Regions from separate parts of the Gossypium hirsutum genome. Here region 1 is linked to region 2. Evidence: chromatin contacts called from public Hi-C data. All regions are on one chromosome and are shown on one strand. Each heading gives the region's core, a stretch centred on a gene start, on an enhancer-like site or on the middle of the called end of the contact. The rest is flanking DNA. Distances are from core to core; before and after follow the strand shown. Region 1 holds the start of LOC107953017 (transcription factor PHYTOCHROME INTERACTING FACTOR-LIKE 15). Region 2 holds the start of LOC107953029.

The links. A called contact is a pair of places that touch in the nucleus more often than the background predicts.
Region 1: a contact with region 2 is called in a Hi-C map of leaf, with 1.8 times the contacts expected there. The contact joins the promoter of LOC107953017 here to the promoter of LOC107953029 in region 2. A contact is called at or near these places in 2 of 34 Hi-C or Micro-C datasets (both in leaf).

What each region holds. Positions count from the first base shown.
Region 1 is chrA07:28,219,992-28,224,973 of Gossypium_hirsutum_v2.1, reverse strand. It overlaps LOC107953017 (transcription factor PHYTOCHROME INTERACTING FACTOR-LIKE 15), which reads right to left and starts at 1,289. Exons shown (of 7, transcript XM_041117898.1): 1 at 522-1,289; 2 at 1-425. The coding sequence starts at 553. It overlaps LOC107953018 (meiosis-specific protein ASY3), which reads right to left. Exons shown (of 9, transcript XM_016888246.2): 6 at 4,923-4,981; 7 at 4,289-4,423; 8 at 3,561-3,652; 9 at 2,693-3,092. The coding sequence ends at 3,024.
Region 2 is chrA07:27,621,562-27,626,643 of Gossypium_hirsutum_v2.1, reverse strand. It overlaps LOC107953029, which reads right to left and starts at 2,865. Exons shown (of 1, transcript XM_016888256.2): 1 at 471-2,865. The coding sequence starts at 2,727. The coding sequence ends at 598. It also overlaps the pseudogene LOC107953030.

The DNA.
Region 1 (4,982 bases), core at 40-2,539, 600 kb before region 2:
CTTGTAAATCCTCAGCACCTGCAGCTAATCCTGGAGTGCGCATTGCACCAGAGCTTGCATGGTTTGATCTTAAGATGGAAAAGTTCACCCTATCTTTTTCCTCCTTTGATCCCTTAAACTGCTGCAAGGAAGAGCAAGGTACCTCGTCTTCTACAAGTTGATTGGGCACGTAGCTTGGTTTTAAACGATTGAAGTTGTTTACTGGAACAATATTAGCATCCACGCCATGACGATCCAGTTTTGAGAGACTGGAGAGACCTGATATGGGATGGGCGAAGGTGGAATCTGCAACCCCCCCATCCTTTGATCCATTCGCAGTAGAACGCGATGAGAACGGGAAACTCTTTTGAGTTACCTTGGACGATAAACCTCGAATGAGAACTTGACCATTTTCCCATACCAGCTCCATGAAATCAGGATCGCGCCTGCATTATTAGAAAAAACTTCAATCAATAAATTCAATGCATAAATAACAAAATAGTAGAGAGCTTGGGAAAAAAGAATCACAAAGAAAATCATACATGAAAGGTCCATTAGGCAAGTCGGATGTCATCCTTGGTGTTTGCAGCTGAATGTAGCTAGCCTACCTATCCTACATCAATAATGCTCAACAATGAGATTCTGCCAACAAATTAATCTCCATTTTCATGACCAGGAGTCTTTTTTTCTCTTTCCAAAGGAAGAACAGTGGTGATAAAGGACAAGGGAAAAAAGTTGAATAGAAATCATATAGATGGTCTTTCTGTACTACCCAACCAACGAGAAAACCCCACATAGACATGTTTAGAGGGGGCTCTTACCTGCTAAGATGCTGGAAATCCTAGAAATGAATGAAAGTGAAAATGGGAATCAAATCAAGCACTAGAAATAGTGGGTTCTTTGTAAAATTATTACACAACACTGATAAGACGGTGGGATTTGGAAGAACCCTGTGGTGAAAAATGAGGCGTCCACAAAAAATTGAAGCCTGTCTAATCTTAAATATGTTGTTGCGTGGAGGTTAGGTATCCACACTGGAGAAGGAGGCCAAGTTCATTGACCCACCAGCAAAGAGAAGATATTCCTAAAAATAATTCGTCATTTTTGAGATTTTTGGGACCATTAAATTGTGGTATTTTAACTAATGACTCACTCCCTGGAAAAAGAGAAGTTTCTTCAATGTAAAGGGAGCTGGACCATTTCTTTCGATCGGTTCCTAGGCAGAATAGAAGCATCTTTAGTCTCCCCCCAAAAAAAAAAATTAGGCAGCGGAAGCGAAATAGAAGAGAAAGAGATGTTCTTGAATGGTGACGTACTGATATTTGACTGGCTTTCAAATTATAAATATAAATTAAATATCTTGTCCTTTCATGTCTTCTGGTAGAAGCTATGGTGATAGACAGCATTTTAATTTCATTTGGCCGTAAAGTCCCCTTCGATTTACAGGCCAACTTTAGATAGGAATTTTAAGCAAGAAAATAAATTTTGATTTTAAATTGAGATTTGAATTCAAATAAAAAATTAAACTTTTTAATTTTTGAAAAAATGTTTTTTAATGAATTTCTTTTATCTTATTATAATACTTTTTCAAAAGCGTTTTTTTATAGTAATAATAAACATTATTAAATTTTTCAAAAAAACATTTTTCAATCTTAAAAGTAAACCAATCCTTGAATTTTTCTTATTTTATTTGTTTGTTTATTAAAATTAAAAAAATGATAAAAATTAATTTAGTATTTGTTTATACATCCTATTATTCATACACTTTAAAACAATATGATATGATATTTTATTGTTTTCTTTTGTGAAATTATATGATATTTTCTTATTGAATTAAGAGTGATTTTTTAATTCAAAAGAGAAGTGAATTTTTAAAATTATCTGATTAATCATACTATAAGTTCATGGTAATCGACAACAAACATGCCAATGAAGGGGATAGTGACGAATCATCTTTCATTATCTTGAAACTAAAAATGAAAGTTCGTAAGCTGAGTAAGACGTGGGCAAAATTTTGTATGAGCCCATAATGGAATCTAAGACACTCACGTGGGTTGGGGGGTTCAGGACCAGGACTAGCCACAGTCCAAAGTGGAGCCACCGCCAAGTGGCGACATGTAACCCAATTTATCAGTTAGTCACCACCTTTGAATTTCGTATCAAAATCCTTTCACTGAGAAGAAGAAAAAAGAAGAAAGCGTGTACTTCACGTGATCACCAATGGTTCACGTGGCCCATGTTTCCTTGTCTTTGAACTTTAAAAAAATAATTTTTTTCCTTTCCTTTAGGATTAAATTTTCCACTTCCAGGCAAGATTTAACAAGTGTAGACCAAACAAAACCGTGACCAGTCCTTGAATAAAACCAGGGGGACAGCGACGGTTCTAAGGAAGGGGCCGAGGCCACCATAATGATGATGATAAGGAAAGTTCCCAACTCAACGGACATTAAAGAAGTGTCAGATGTAGAACCTAATCTAATCTCCTGTAGAATATGCCCGAAATATTTTTAAGTCTTCCGATTTCAAGGCTGACGTGTGTGCCTTAGAAACCCCAGAAAGTTTCTGCCAGGGTCTCTTGTAATAGTGCTCAACCTAACAAAGACTCCACATTGTTTAAACACTAATGAAAAAGACCGGAAGTTATAATTGGTAATCAATTTCGTTACATCACACCAAACAGCATATGGTGGGGGCGTGCACTAGGAAAATAGAATTGAGGAAAAAAAAAGAAAATCAAATACTTATATCTCACCGTGATTGTAGATGTAGTTGCTTAAATCATGAACAACAGCAGCCCCTGGACAGGAGGATGATTGTAAGTTAAATAATGGAACACCATAGTTATAAATGCCAAAGCTCCCGCAAATGCAAGTTACAGGCCACTCGGAAAGCAAAATGATATGTTCACTATTACAGATAAGGTTCTATTGAACAATTGAGAGATGGACAAGGTATCAGGAAAATTTTAAGGACGGTCAAATTTACAAAGTCGACTTCTTAGTTCCTGGGACAAATGGAAGTCTGCTCATCGGACCTCTTTTGGTTCAGTATTTACTGTCTTTCAAGCACTCGGCTATTACATGTTTCAGCTGGAGCATCTTTTCCCTTGCTGACTGCATTAAGTTAGGATGATAAAATGTATTAATCAACCTATATAGATAACATTCAATTCTAATTTATATCCAAGAATTTATATAGTCTATAAGCTCCATCTTAAGTATGAGGACTCCACATAAGGTGAGGAAGCAAGTAGCAACAGTATCCCAGTATAAACTCTCGTCAAATATAATAAGCTTCTTATTTAAGCAGGCACTTAGCGAGCAAATTCGATAGAAGCATTATACTCAACAGCATAGATTTCAAGCCCAAATGACTCCACTGTCTAGTGGCCCCCAAGTAATGTACCTAACCTTCTCACCAAGGTCAGCTAACTGTGATGTATGGCTATATTCCACAACCAAGTATTTTGGCCAGTAGATACCCCGCATAGTGAATGGACTACACAGACCATACCTGAATTATGGAAAACCAGTGCTAAACTTTTTTTTTTATGTTATTATAAACAGAAACAACAAACGTGCCTCATGTACAGAAGTGATTCTTCTTTCAGCATTATTAAGTTGGATTTCAGCTGCTTCTTTAACGTGCATGAGAAGCTTCTGGTGTGATACTTCTGAAAATATGAGACAGAGTCAGGTGTGCAAGATACACTAAATATTATTTAAGCATTACACTGTTAAACATATAATCACATGCACCGGATTTTAAATTTAAGAGTTTGTCACTTTGTTGTTGATCAGAAATCTAGTTAGAACCTTTAATGCTACACTGTAACCTAGTTTGGCCACTAAAGTCGAGTATTGAAACTTCAAGTGTTCAAACTTCAAATGGGACCTAGAACACCGCGTTTCTTTAATCAAGTATAAAAATTTCTTTAGTCTATTGCTTATAATTGGGATACATCGCAAGATCCTGGTGATTTCATATCCAAGAACCTCTATGACAATTAATTTCTCCATACTAAAAAGCCTTGCATGAAAAATCAAGGACTGAATCAATGTTATCCCAGTGAGATGTCCCAAGAAATATTCCATGTCCACCAATTAAAACTTTCATATAAATTTAGCTTCACCACAAGATCACATGCAAGTAACGAAGGACATCATCTTATGATGGAGAAAATGGGGTTCACAGGTTTGTATACAGTCCTCACATTTTGGCTTAAGCAAAATGGAAAAACCTACACAACAAGATGCAATAATGCTCTCATGGTTAAGGAATTTATTCAAATTAAATAAAGTTCACATACTTTGTTTTTTCATGATTCCCTTTAACTCAATTTGGTGAGCTTCCATCCCTTCAAGAATACTATTGCAGTCCAAGAGAAGATGATGGATATCCTCCTTGAAGTTTTGAAGTATCAGCTTTAATTGTTCTTGTTGCTCTGTGAAAAAGTTGAGCAAATAAAAAGGAAAATCAAGGCCTTCTTGAGAGAATTAAATTACCAACACAAATAACTAAATACAGGGATTCCATAAGATCGAAAGCACTCATGTATGGAGTTGGTTATGACTTGCTTTCCACCACATATCACGAACCATCTTTTACAGAAAATAGGATCATACTTGATCTTTTGTTAAATGTAGTGTGCTCTCAGTAAAAGCAGACAAGATGACTAATGTATCAGGGCAAACTACATTTAGATAGCATGCCTCTTAAACAACCTCGCCAGTGATACATAACCCATAGATGCATATTTGTGCTATCAGAGTGGACATACAAATTTCGAGGCTAATTGTAACTCATTGTGCCATACCTTTGAATTACAAAACCAAGATCAGTGAGATAAAAGTAATAGTCAAAGACATTATACAAATTATTTATTAGGACCCAAGACATCTAATTGAAGTCGATCAAGTTATTCATTAAATTCAAACTGTCACCTTGCAATCTAGTTTCCAGGCGTTTCTTTTTTGTTTTATTGAGACTAGTTAGCTTCCCCC
Region 2 (5,082 bases), core at 1,616-4,115:
GTTGGATTTCAATCGGAAGCTATGGATTGAAAGTTATGCCTATCCCGAGTTTAGGGTCTAAATTAAATAAAATGTAAAATATGAAAGAAAATAAAAAAAATAGAATTTATAACATCATACATATCAAGATATTTTGTAAAAATGTTGGTATTGATTTATTATATAAAATAATTGTATAGATCAAAGTGGAGCTAGTAGAGAAAAAACTAAAATTGCATACTAATCCTTAATTAATTCACTCGTTTTGTGATTTGAATAGGTAAATTAATATGAAATTTACTAACTCATCTTGTGTAATATGTGTTTATATTTTATTTAATATACATATAAAATGTGTTTTGACAGAATTTATTTAAGATTTACTTTTTCTTTCATTATTTCAAAAATAATATTATATCGTTATTAATAACTTTATATTTTCACAATTTCATATTTTCTTAGTATTAAAAAAACCAAAAAGAAAATGAGAATAAAGAAAAGTCCGCATTTTATTATTAATAATAGTGATATTTACAATGTTTTTTTTTTAATTTATATTTATAAATATAAAAATAAAAATAAAATATAATTCTACTTGATTATATTCCAAAAGTAACTTCAATTAAAATCACAAGTAATCCACAGTGGTTCGTCAAATTCACCGGTAAGTTCAACCCCAGCATCATTTCCTAGACACAAACGCCTCATATCCAGCTCACCCCCAAAATGCCACGTTGGCGTCCCATTTTCATATCCATCACACGTCAGCCTCCTCAATCCACTCCCGTCCAACCTCATCACATACAAATCTCCGTACGGCTGGAACTGGTTTGGAAACGAAACCGGCTCAGCCATCACGCCACCTATGTTAGCTGCGAACACCAGCCACTCCCCATTCGGGCTAAAACACACGTGGTTGATCCTCTCTATGTCCACGTCATTCGATCCCTTCGGTCCCGCCGCGTAAATTCTCCTAAGATCAGAGCCGTCGGGTTTAATCACGTAAATGCTGAAGGCATCCACGTTATTCGGATTATGCATGTTGGATGAAAAGGCTATGAGATCCCCGTTAGGAGACCAGCAGGGCATCGTATCAATCCAAGGGCCATCAGTTAACTTACGTATACCGTCATTGAATTCGCCGTCAACCGCATCAAGTATGTACAAATTCTTATGTCCAGAACGGCCTGAGCGGAACACGAGGGACTTCCCATCGGGAGAGCAGGACGGGAAGGCGTTATTCCCTGTATCTTCTCGCGTGAGAATCTTTACATCGCACGGGATCTCTTGAAGATCACTGTTGAGATATGAAGGCTCAAATGTGACTCGTGCGATCTGGACAGTCGTTTTAGTTGACTCGAATATTGGACCCAAGGAAGAGTAAATCACGTATTTTTCCGTTGGGCTCCAGGAGTTGCAAAATGCCACACGGCCCTTGATCAAGGTCCATCGTTTTGAGCCGTCCGATTTTACAACTTTAATGCCTCCATTTTCATCCAAAGCGGGGTTCAAGGCTAGGAAACTACCGTCGGGACTGAAAGAAGGAAATGACCCGTTGATTCGCAGCATGCCTAGATCTTTGATGGGAGACGCAACTGGCTCCAGATGTGGAACCCTCGACTCACCCTCAATTGACTTACCGCTGAACCTGTGGTACCCGAGGGACTCGGAGTCGGAAGAGACGAATGGGTTATAATGATGAAAAGCTGGGTTCAGCAACTCCGTCACTGGGTGAAAAACTTTCCTCTCGAGGTCGAAAATCTCGATATGTCTGTAACACTTGCCGCGTCGCCGAGTTGCGACTGCGATTCGTTTTCCGTCGTTGAAGGCTGCCGGACTGAAGCAGTGGAGACCAGGAGGAGTGATGCGGAGAGGAAGGACTGGGAATTCAGAAAATTCAAGAGGATTTTCTGGAAATTGTACCCGGAAAATGCTCCACCAGCCATCGTCAGTTTGGCGGTGAAAGAAAATGGTTGAGTCACCAGACCAAGTGGGCCAACCGCCTCTCTTGCAAACAACCAAACGATTATTCGGATCGGACGTTGGGAAAACAACGATATCCGTTTTCAGCTCGTGAAAATCACCTTCCCAGGGACGAGAACCATACGATGCAATGGCTACAAATGTTCCAGATTTTGAAATTGCAGGGCTATAGTCAACAACCCCGTAGGGAGACAGTCGTATAATTTTCCTTTTACCATGGAGCTCGGTTGAATAAAGAGCGGACCAGCTCTGGAAAGGTTTATCAGGTTGTTCATGAGCTGAAATGAAGTAAAGATGGTGGCTTTTGATGATGGGTCGATCGTGGAAGAGGCTGTCGGGAACAGATGGAAGCTGCTCGGGCTTGGATAGGCCCCGGCGGGTGAGGTAAATCCGGGGGCAACCCGACCGTTCAGAGATAAAAACGATGGACTGTTCTTCGTCTGCAAATTGAGCGTTGTAGTTGATGGAAATACCGTCAGTGAGGCGGTGTTCGGAGTTCGAACCTGTGATGGGAGTTTGATTAAGATTGACGGTGAAGATGTCGAAGCCGTACTGTGACCTTCCAACGGATGTGAAGACGACGATGCCTTTAGGATCCATTGAACTAGGCATGGTAGGAGTCAGTGTGTCTAAATTTACAGCTTTAAATAAGCGGCGACTACCTAAGAGTGAAGTGAATGGATGAGAGGAAAGGTAGACAGGTCGTCGGTTGTTTACCTGCTTGCGTAGGAGATGACGCAAATTTGCTTGTCTTATCATCTTCATTCTTGAAATTATGAATTTTTAAATCCAAAATTTATCCCTTGTTGTCTTTAATATAAAAAATTATCTGTCAAACGTCAGGATTGGCTACTGAAATATAAACGCCTAAACCTCCACTAGTTTTTAGATGCCACAACACTCTACTTTTCCACTGGTAAGAAAACAGCTGTTCATAGCAGAGCAGGAGTAACAACGAGGAGCAGAGAACGAAATGACAAATTCTGATACATATTCAAAGAAGAAAGGCATTTGAATCCCGAACATAACAATTCAACACAAAATTGTTGCTTTTAGTTATGCAACATCATACTGGGGGGGACACCACTAATTTTTAGATGTCACGGCTCTCTACTTTTCCACTAGAAAAAAAACAGAAGACTATTAGAACGAAATGACAAATTCTGATACATATTCAAAGAAGAAAGGCATTTGAATCCCGAACATAACAATTCAACACAAAATTGTTGTTTTTAGTTATACAACATCATATTGGGGGGGGGGGGGACACCACTAATTTTTAGATGTCACGGCTCTCTACTTTTCCACTAGAAAAAAACAGAAGACTATTAGAACGAAATGACAAATTCTGATACATATTCAAAGAAGAAAGGCATTTGAATCCCGAACATGATATAATTCAATACAAAATTGTTGTTTTTAGTTATACAATGTCAGATGAGAGGGAAAAAGCCATGCAACTTAGCGACCACCGACATGTCTGGCTATTAATAAATGGTTTTCTGGAGAGATGCTTGATGGAACATACTTAACAAGCCGAGTTCGGAGTCCATGTTCCTTGAGCCACATTAACCTTCCCATATCAATTATCTTCTTGCACATGAAACCTAGCTTTGCCCTCTCAATGGCTTTCATATTCTTTGCAATGGCTTCCACTCCATTTGCATCCCCATTACATTCTTCCCCCTCACTGTCACAAGAAAATGAATCTGCTTTTAGAAGGAAATTGCGAGAAAATGCTCAAAATGGAATGCCACTTTTCTTAGCATCCTCAATGTTATAAAGGTATGGCCATAAGGGAAAAAAAGAAGAAGCTATATTACATTGATTCTGGATGCAATTTGATATCAATAACGTCAGAAAGATCTGAACCATGATCAGCATCGACTGCCCAACTGGTAAACCACGTAATTGCATGGAATTCTTCTTTGCTAATACCCAAACTAGTTAAGTATTTTTTATCTGTAGAGCCAAGCACGTTATACGATTGGTTTACGAGGAAAAGATATCGTGAATTTTTATATAGATGTTATAGAGGCAGAAAGTTGGATTACTTATGTAGTGTTTCCATTGGCAAAGGTGATGGCAGCATGTTGCTATTGCAAGACCTCTCAAGTAACAATTAACTCCACATTGTTCAGCATTCCTTTCATTTGCCAGGCAGCATCTAAGTGTCAAATCTGTAGTGAAAAGTTTCAACATAGTGGGAGACAGTAGAGAATGCTTTTCACCGCTCTAGTATTTCGTTGGATCAATTATAACAATCATTGTGAAAATGCAGGTATAATAACTTACCTGTTGCTGGGCCACAGAGATGTTTACCAATAGCTATATAAGGAAGTCCTTGCAATGACTCAACAGCATTCAAGTTCAGATCCTCAACTGCGAAAGTAAAAGTTCATGATATGATGAAAAAAAGAAGGGTAGGGAAGTTACGCATGCTTAAAAGAACATGCTTGCCATTTACCCTTTTTCACAAGTGAATTTGCAAATGATAGGTCTCAAAGTGAAATAGAAAATGCATCTCACAATTTTTAATGAGGGGAAGCCATACAAAACTTGAGCATTCTAATCTCTACAAACATAACGCATCATAGAACTCGGCAAGATGTTCAGAATAAAACTAAGAAAGAAAGCATTGGAGAATGAGGACTCTATGGAGAAGTTAAAAAAAAAGTATCTGCAAAAATAAAGTTCTGAAAAACCTTACTGTCAATTCTCAAACGTTCTAATATCAAGCTCTCTTTTTGTCGCAAAGATCGATCAGCCTAGAAATAGCATTGGCATATTGAAACCAACAAAGGCAAAAGAAAAAATCAATGAAGGTTCAAAGAGCATAGAAACACATCCAAAATAGATGGCATGAACCTAGAGTAAATAAAATCTTTGCAAATACTACAAACTTAATCTCAATTCAATTAACCTTTAGTTTGTAGGCCTTTCTCTCAACTAGAAATACCCTTCTAATACCATAGCAATCTGCAAGCATTTGTGTCAAGTACCCTCTCCCTGCTCCAAATTCAACCACTGCTGGAACACCGTTGCTATTTTCAGCTCGCTCCACAAGTTCACACTTTTCCTTGCCATCAATCCTTTCCAAAACCCCAAACTCTTCCAAGT